Linked DNA regions of Mus musculus: region 1 is linked to region 2. A link is a contact called in public HiChIP or PLAC-seq data. All regions are on one chromosome and are shown on one strand. The core of a region is the stretch at or near the end of the contact, and the rest is flanking DNA. Distances in the headings are between cores, read along the strand shown. Region 1 holds the start of D11Wsu47e (DNA segment, Chr 11, Wayne State University 47, expressed). Region 2 holds the start of Gna13 (guanine nucleotide binding protein, alpha 13).

Evidence for each region. HiChIP or PLAC-seq counts read pairs in DNA pulled down with a chosen protein or histone mark.
Region 1: an H3K27ac HiChIP or PLAC-seq map of bone marrow-derived dendritic cells shows a contact between it and region 2, with 18 times the contacts expected there. The contact joins the promoter of D11Wsu47e here to the promoter of Gna13 in region 2. A contact is called at or near these places in 1 of 484 Hi-C or Micro-C datasets (B cells) and 1 of 115 datasets of contacts at active chromatin or transcription factors (bone marrow-derived dendritic cells).

Annotation. Positions count from the first base shown.
Region 1 is chr11:113,683,000-113,685,849 of GRCm38.p6, forward strand. D11Wsu47e (DNA segment, Chr 11, Wayne State University 47, expressed) reads left to right here and starts at 1,435. Exons shown (of 5, transcript NM_001361593.1): 1 at 1,435-1,712. Fam104a (family with sequence similarity 104, member A) reads right to left here and starts at 1,152. Exons shown (of 3, transcript NM_138598.5): 1 at 863-1,152. The coding sequence starts at 1,086.
Region 2 is chr11:109,361,543-109,364,509 of GRCm38.p6, forward strand. Gna13 (guanine nucleotide binding protein, alpha 13) reads left to right here and starts at 1,252. Exons shown (of 4, transcript NM_010303.3): 1 at 1,252-1,714. The coding sequence starts at 1,432. It overlaps Gm11696 (predicted gene 11696), which reads right to left and starts at 2,112. Exons shown (of 2, transcript NR_038097.1): 1 at 1,564-2,112.

The DNA of each region.
Region 1 (2,850 bases), core at 185-2,684, 4.3 Mb after region 2:
AGAGAAATGAAAAAGTACAACTTAGCGTAGATGTAGATAGATCGTCAAGCATCTTATTAGGAGACTTTCCAGTAAGAAATAAAGCCAGCCTTCTTCATTCTGAGGTAAGGCGTCCCAACTTACTTCTTCCCAGACGGAAAATAAGGAGAAAAGAAACTTCATCTGGATCGGGCCTAAAGCCCCGAGGGGCCGCCCGCCTAGTGAGGGTTGAGAGTAACTCGTGGTGTTAGCCACCTCCCTGCTCCCAGCCAACTGGCCCCTCATCCAAACTGTTTAGAATCCTGCCTGCTAATGCTACAACCGAGAGTGGGTCACCACCCACCCGGGTCCATCAGATGAGGGAGGGCACAGCGCTGCGGTCTGCCCTAAGCCCTCCCAGCTGCAGGGGTTAAGCCCAACCCCCGCCTTTCTCCTGACCTTGGGGCGCCAGCAGCTCCCCGCCCCCGAAGCATCCCGTCCCCTCTCCGAGGCGCCTCGCTCGAAGGGAGCCATCTCTTCCAGATCGGCCATCCCTCCCATCCCCCTACCACCACCGCCCGCCTCAATTTAGGAAGGACCACACCGTCCGTCTCGTCGGGCCGAACAAACCTCATTCCGAAGCGGAAAGGGCAGAAGACGAAGAAAACAAGGAAAAGACGGAGAAGGGGCAGCCCTGGATTCCAGAGCGTCGCCTCCCTGGCTGCCCACGGGGTCCAAGTGTCAGAGGCGGCGCCACCTTCTCCCCTCCGCCTCCTCCGACCGCAGAGCAGCGCAGCCCAGAGCCTCGCACCACCACCCCGCCGGCTCCGTCCGCCCCTCGGCTCCAGAGCGCACATCCTCGGCCGAGGGGCCGCGGAGAAAGCGGGTTCCCCCCTTCCCTCACCTGGGGCGGAGGCGCTCGCTCATGGCAGCTGGTGAAGGCGAGCGACGCGGCGCCGCCCCGCGCCGACAGCGAACAGTCGGAGCTGTGTCCCGGCGCCCGCCACGCCCACCCGCACGGGTCTGAGCTCTGACCGCCGCCGCGCGGGTGGTTGCTGCGGGCGCTGAGTCCCCCTCGGGCCGACCCGGACCACAGCCACTTCCGGTGTCGCCTCCGCGCCTCCCCATGTCGCAGGCGCCGTGGTACTGTCCTCCTGCGGCTGCGCGGAGGCGGGACGCCGGCCGCGCTTTCCCATCACCGCGCACGCAGGAAGAGGCGGGTCCCAGAGGGAAGACTGACCGGGAACTTCCAGGACCCCCGTTTAGGTGTCCGGGGCAGCCGCCTGTTCAAAAACAAAACAGGACACGACGTAAAAGTCAAGCCAGATTTTAGATAAATTACATTATTTGACGATCATTGATACTTGTCTCTGCGTTAAGCCTCTCTAAGGTGAAAATTTTAAAAAGAACCAGACGAGCTCCATCAGGCACAGACGCGGACGGCCACAGGCTCAGGGGTCCTCTGGTTGGGAAGGTGTTGGTGGGCTCCGGGTTCTAAGAGTGTGCGGCGTGGAACTTCGCGTCTCCGAACGGTGCGGAGCCCGTTCCATGGAGTAGCTAAGGGCTGGGCTATTTTTCCGCGACCTTTGTTGCAGGTCAAGAGAGGAGTGCGGAACAGGCGAACGGGATAACGGAGTTCCGTACCGGGAAGGGCCACGCCCACCTGCTGGAAGAGGCCGGACCGAGAGGTGTGGGGGAGACCGGCAGGCGTGGGAACGCGGCGGTGTGGACGGAGCTGCCTCGCGGCTGGCGAGGTGAGCTTGATCAGTGGCGAATCGCGAGGTCCCTGCCCGCCGTGAGTTGCGCACACCTGTCATCCCCATTCTTGGGAGGAGAAGCTGCAAGACCAGGAGGTCAGAATCATCCTCGACTGTGTAACAAGTTCGAAGCCAGCCTGGGCTACTTGAGACCTTGTCTCCCATGTGATCTCACCACCACCACCAGAATACGTGTACTCTAAGACTTGGGGAAGTCTTAACTTTGGTTGTCAGACGCATTCCCTTTTCTCTGTCAGGAGCATAATCCAGTTCTTTGTCTAGGACTCAGTACTATCAGCTCCCCACCTTACACAAACTGATATTCAGAGTTTCTGCCAAACGTGAACAGTGATCCATAAGCATGGGGGTCTTTAGGAGAGTCGACAAGAGGTCAGGCAGGAAAACGAAACCCCTGTTAAAGTGTAGGGTGTAGAGTCTGGCGTAGTAATGCACGCCTTTTAATCCCACTACTCAGGAGGCAGAGCAAGCTGATCTATGTGAGTTCAAGGCCATCCTGGTCTACCTAGTGAGAGTTCCAGGGAAGACAAGGCTACCAGGTAAGACCCCATCATCTCAAAAAAGTCTACCGTTAAAACTGGAAAGTCCAACCGGGCGGCGGTGGCGCGCGCCTTTAATCCCAACACTTGGGAGGCAGAGGCAGGCGGATTTCTGAGGTCAAGGCCAGCCTGGTCTACGGAGTGAGTTCCAGGACAGCCAGGGCTACACAGAGAAACCCTGTCTCCAAAACAAAACAAACAAAAAAACTGGAAAGCCCATGTATTGTCTTTGTCGTGTGCCCTTCAGTGCGGCAGTGCATTCTCACTAACAGAAGACTTATGGTGCACTCGGTGGGAAACAGTTTGGGTGTGCCTTTTATGAACGATAAAGTAATGGTTGCTTTAAACAAATGGATTTTTATCTTGTAAAGTGGTTTCAGACTCAGGGTTTGGGGGGTTTGTTTGTTTTTTATTTTTTTTAATCTATTTACTGGCCAGGAGGTATTTTCAGTCACGGTATTAAATAGTTATAGTAAACATGTTTATTCGTTCAACAAATGTCACATACCAGCGTCAGTGGTAGAGGTGTGTCTGCGTGGGCATTGATGGAGAGACAATCTCCCTGTGTAGTCCAGGCT
Region 2 (2,967 bases), core at 2-2,501:
TTGACCTCTTTACCCCAACTCCCTAACACACAGGAAGTTCCCAAGTTGCACACGAGTCAGGTCCCAGGAGCAAAACCAGACAGGCATCAACTTTGAAACTGACAAGAATGAAGAAGTTGGCTTCTGAGGTCCTTGCTACAGTCATTCAGCTGTCACTAGTCACGTGTTCCCCAGGAGTCTCTTTTTCAGGTGTTCTGGCCTGATCTGCTGGTATGACAGAAAAAAAAAAGTTTCTTGTCTGTCATATCCTCTGTAATCCGGCAGGAAACCCAAAATGTGCCTGCTGCAGTCCTAGGCTGAGCGCTTATCTGCTTCCTTGGGAAGAACGTGCATCAGAGTGTCCGGTTTAGGGGGATTTTCAACATGACCTCACCCTCTCCACCATTCACTGACCTCAGAAGGCATTACCCAAGTCACAAGTGCAGCTCGGATGGGAATCTAATGAGTGAGCCAGCCGCCAGCGACCTTCCTGGCACATCTCACGAGAACATCAACTCCAACTTCCCCTCAAACCAGGGCAGGTTATCAATAGTGCCCTGAGCTGCTAGGGTGAGGTGTTGATCAATAACGACATCTGACATCTACTTATCCTTCCAGATTCGGGATGGTTAGGATGACAAGGGGGCGGGGAAGGGTCGCTGCTAATTAAACGCACGATCTTGAAGGAAAGCTCTTGCCTGCCGGTAATACCAGAAACGGACAGGGAGGCTGAAGCAAGACGATTGTCACAAATTTAAGCCAACTTGGGCCGCAGGGATCTTGTCTCAAGAGTTAAAACAAAACAAAACAAAACAAGGCAAACTGTAACGAAGGAAGGCTTGCACTGGTCGGGTGCGGGGATGTCCCAGCCAATGGTCTCAAAATAGGTCGCGTGAAGGTGACAGCAAGCGGCGGGCGAGTAACTATGGGAAAGGGCAGTGGGATCTGTAGTGAGAAAGATGCCCCAGCGGAAAGGGGTCAGGATGGGCTTTGCTTACTCGCCTCGGGGCTCCGGGAAGCGGTGGCACTAAAGGGAAACAGAAACTCTGGATCCGCAGGCGCGCGCGCCCAGCCTGGCCCACGTGACCCGGGCTCCGCCGCTCTCCGAGCGCGCTCCCGGCTGCACAGGAGCGCGTGACTCCCGCCGCTGCCGCTCCCTCCTCCGCTCGGCGTGCCTGCGTGCGCGTACCCGAAAGGCAGCGGGCACGCGCACGCCCAGAGGGCCGCCGCCCCTCCCCGGGCCCGCCCTCCCTCCCTCCCTCCCTCCCTCCCACCCTCCCCCGGCCGGCGCGGCCCGCCCTGGCGAGTCAGTCCTCGGGTTCCCTCCCTCCCCGGGCGCGCTCGGGCCGCCGCTGCGCTCCCCGCCCTCCAGCCGCCTTGCCGGAGCCGCCCGCTGCCGGAGGAGGAGGTGGAGGAGCCGCAGGGGCCCGCCGAGGCGGCGGCGGCGGCAAGATGGCGGACTTCCTGCCGTCGCGCTCCGTGCTGTCCGTGTGCTTCCCGGGCTGCGTGCTGACGAACGGCGAGGCCGAGCAGCAGCGCAAGTCCAAGGAGATCGACAAATGCCTGTCGCGGGAGAAGACCTACGTGAAGCGGCTGGTGAAGATCCTGCTGCTGGGCGCGGGCGAGAGCGGCAAGTCCACCTTCCTGAAGCAGATGCGGATCATCCACGGCCAGGACTTCGACCAGCGCGCGCGCGAGGAGTTCCGCCCCACCATCTACAGCAACGTGATCAAAGGTGCGGGGCGCGGCGGGGCTCGGGGACCCCTGGGGAGCCGGGCCGGGCACCGCCCTCATCCGCCGGGTCCCCAGTCGGAGGAGACCGAACGGGATCAGATCGGACGGGCGAGCGGGTGGGCGCGCCTTGGGCACCGTTCTGTGCGCCCTGTTGCCCTGGTCCCTTCGATCCGGGACGCCCCGCTGTCCCCCCCGTGCTACCCCGGTGAGGGTCACGGTCGGCCCAGCACTCCGCGGCTGGCCTCGCCCCCTCCAAGAGGGAAGTGCGGCGAGTAGGGTGACTCGGGGCAGCGGGGCAACTTGTGTCCTCCCTGCACTCCGGGCAAGACCACCCATCAGTAGCCCCAGGTCCTACACTCCCTATCCCTTCCTATCCTTCTTTCCTTTCTGCCCGTCCCTGGTGGGTGACCCTAGTAACCGGGTATGTTACCCTTCCAGCTTTGGGCTTCCTAGGCCACCTCTTGACTTAAGCAAGTTCTGGAACGGTTGTAATGAGGAAACTTTTTTTTTTTTTTTTTTTTTTTTTTTACCCTGAGACTCTTGTCAAGGGCATAGAGTGACAGCCTCTAGAGCCTTTTGGGGCAAGAGTATGAAACTCACGTTTACTGAACTGGCATCAGGAAAGTCTATTAAAAAAAATTAGCGCGAGTGGTTTTATCGGCTCATTGCTACAGGATGTTTGTAATCACAGTTCAACATGTTGCACACTTTTTTTTTTCTTAATAACTCGAGACAGGAGAAAAAAACAGTATCATTTCATATCATTTCTAATGCTTTCATGAATTTATGTTTAAATACATGTGCTGGACTGCATGGTGGGCTTCACAAATCCTGTTGAACAGTATTTTAAATACTGTTCCTTAAGTGAAAACCACCCAATATTTTTATTCCTTAGTGTTCAAATAAGTTGCAGAGGTGGCTTTTATTTTTATCATTTAAAAGAATCATCTTGTTTTTTTTAATTTTTTTTTCTTTAGTGTCAGGTATTTTCTACCTAAGAGAAGTTGGCAGAGTTGAGGCACAGCAGCACATCAGAAAACAGATTTCTGAGTGGTTAAGGAGTCACCCTATTAAATCTAGGGCTTGGAAGCAAACTTTAATTTTGTAGGTCTTTTCAAGGAGTTGTGTGACTTTTTTTTAAGCATATTTTTTGTTGTTCAAGAAGAACATAAGCAAACTCCCTCATGGGTCCGTTCCCCCCACCCCCTTCAGTGTTTCAAGTAGGGAAAGACTAGAGAAGATGCTTTGCCAGGC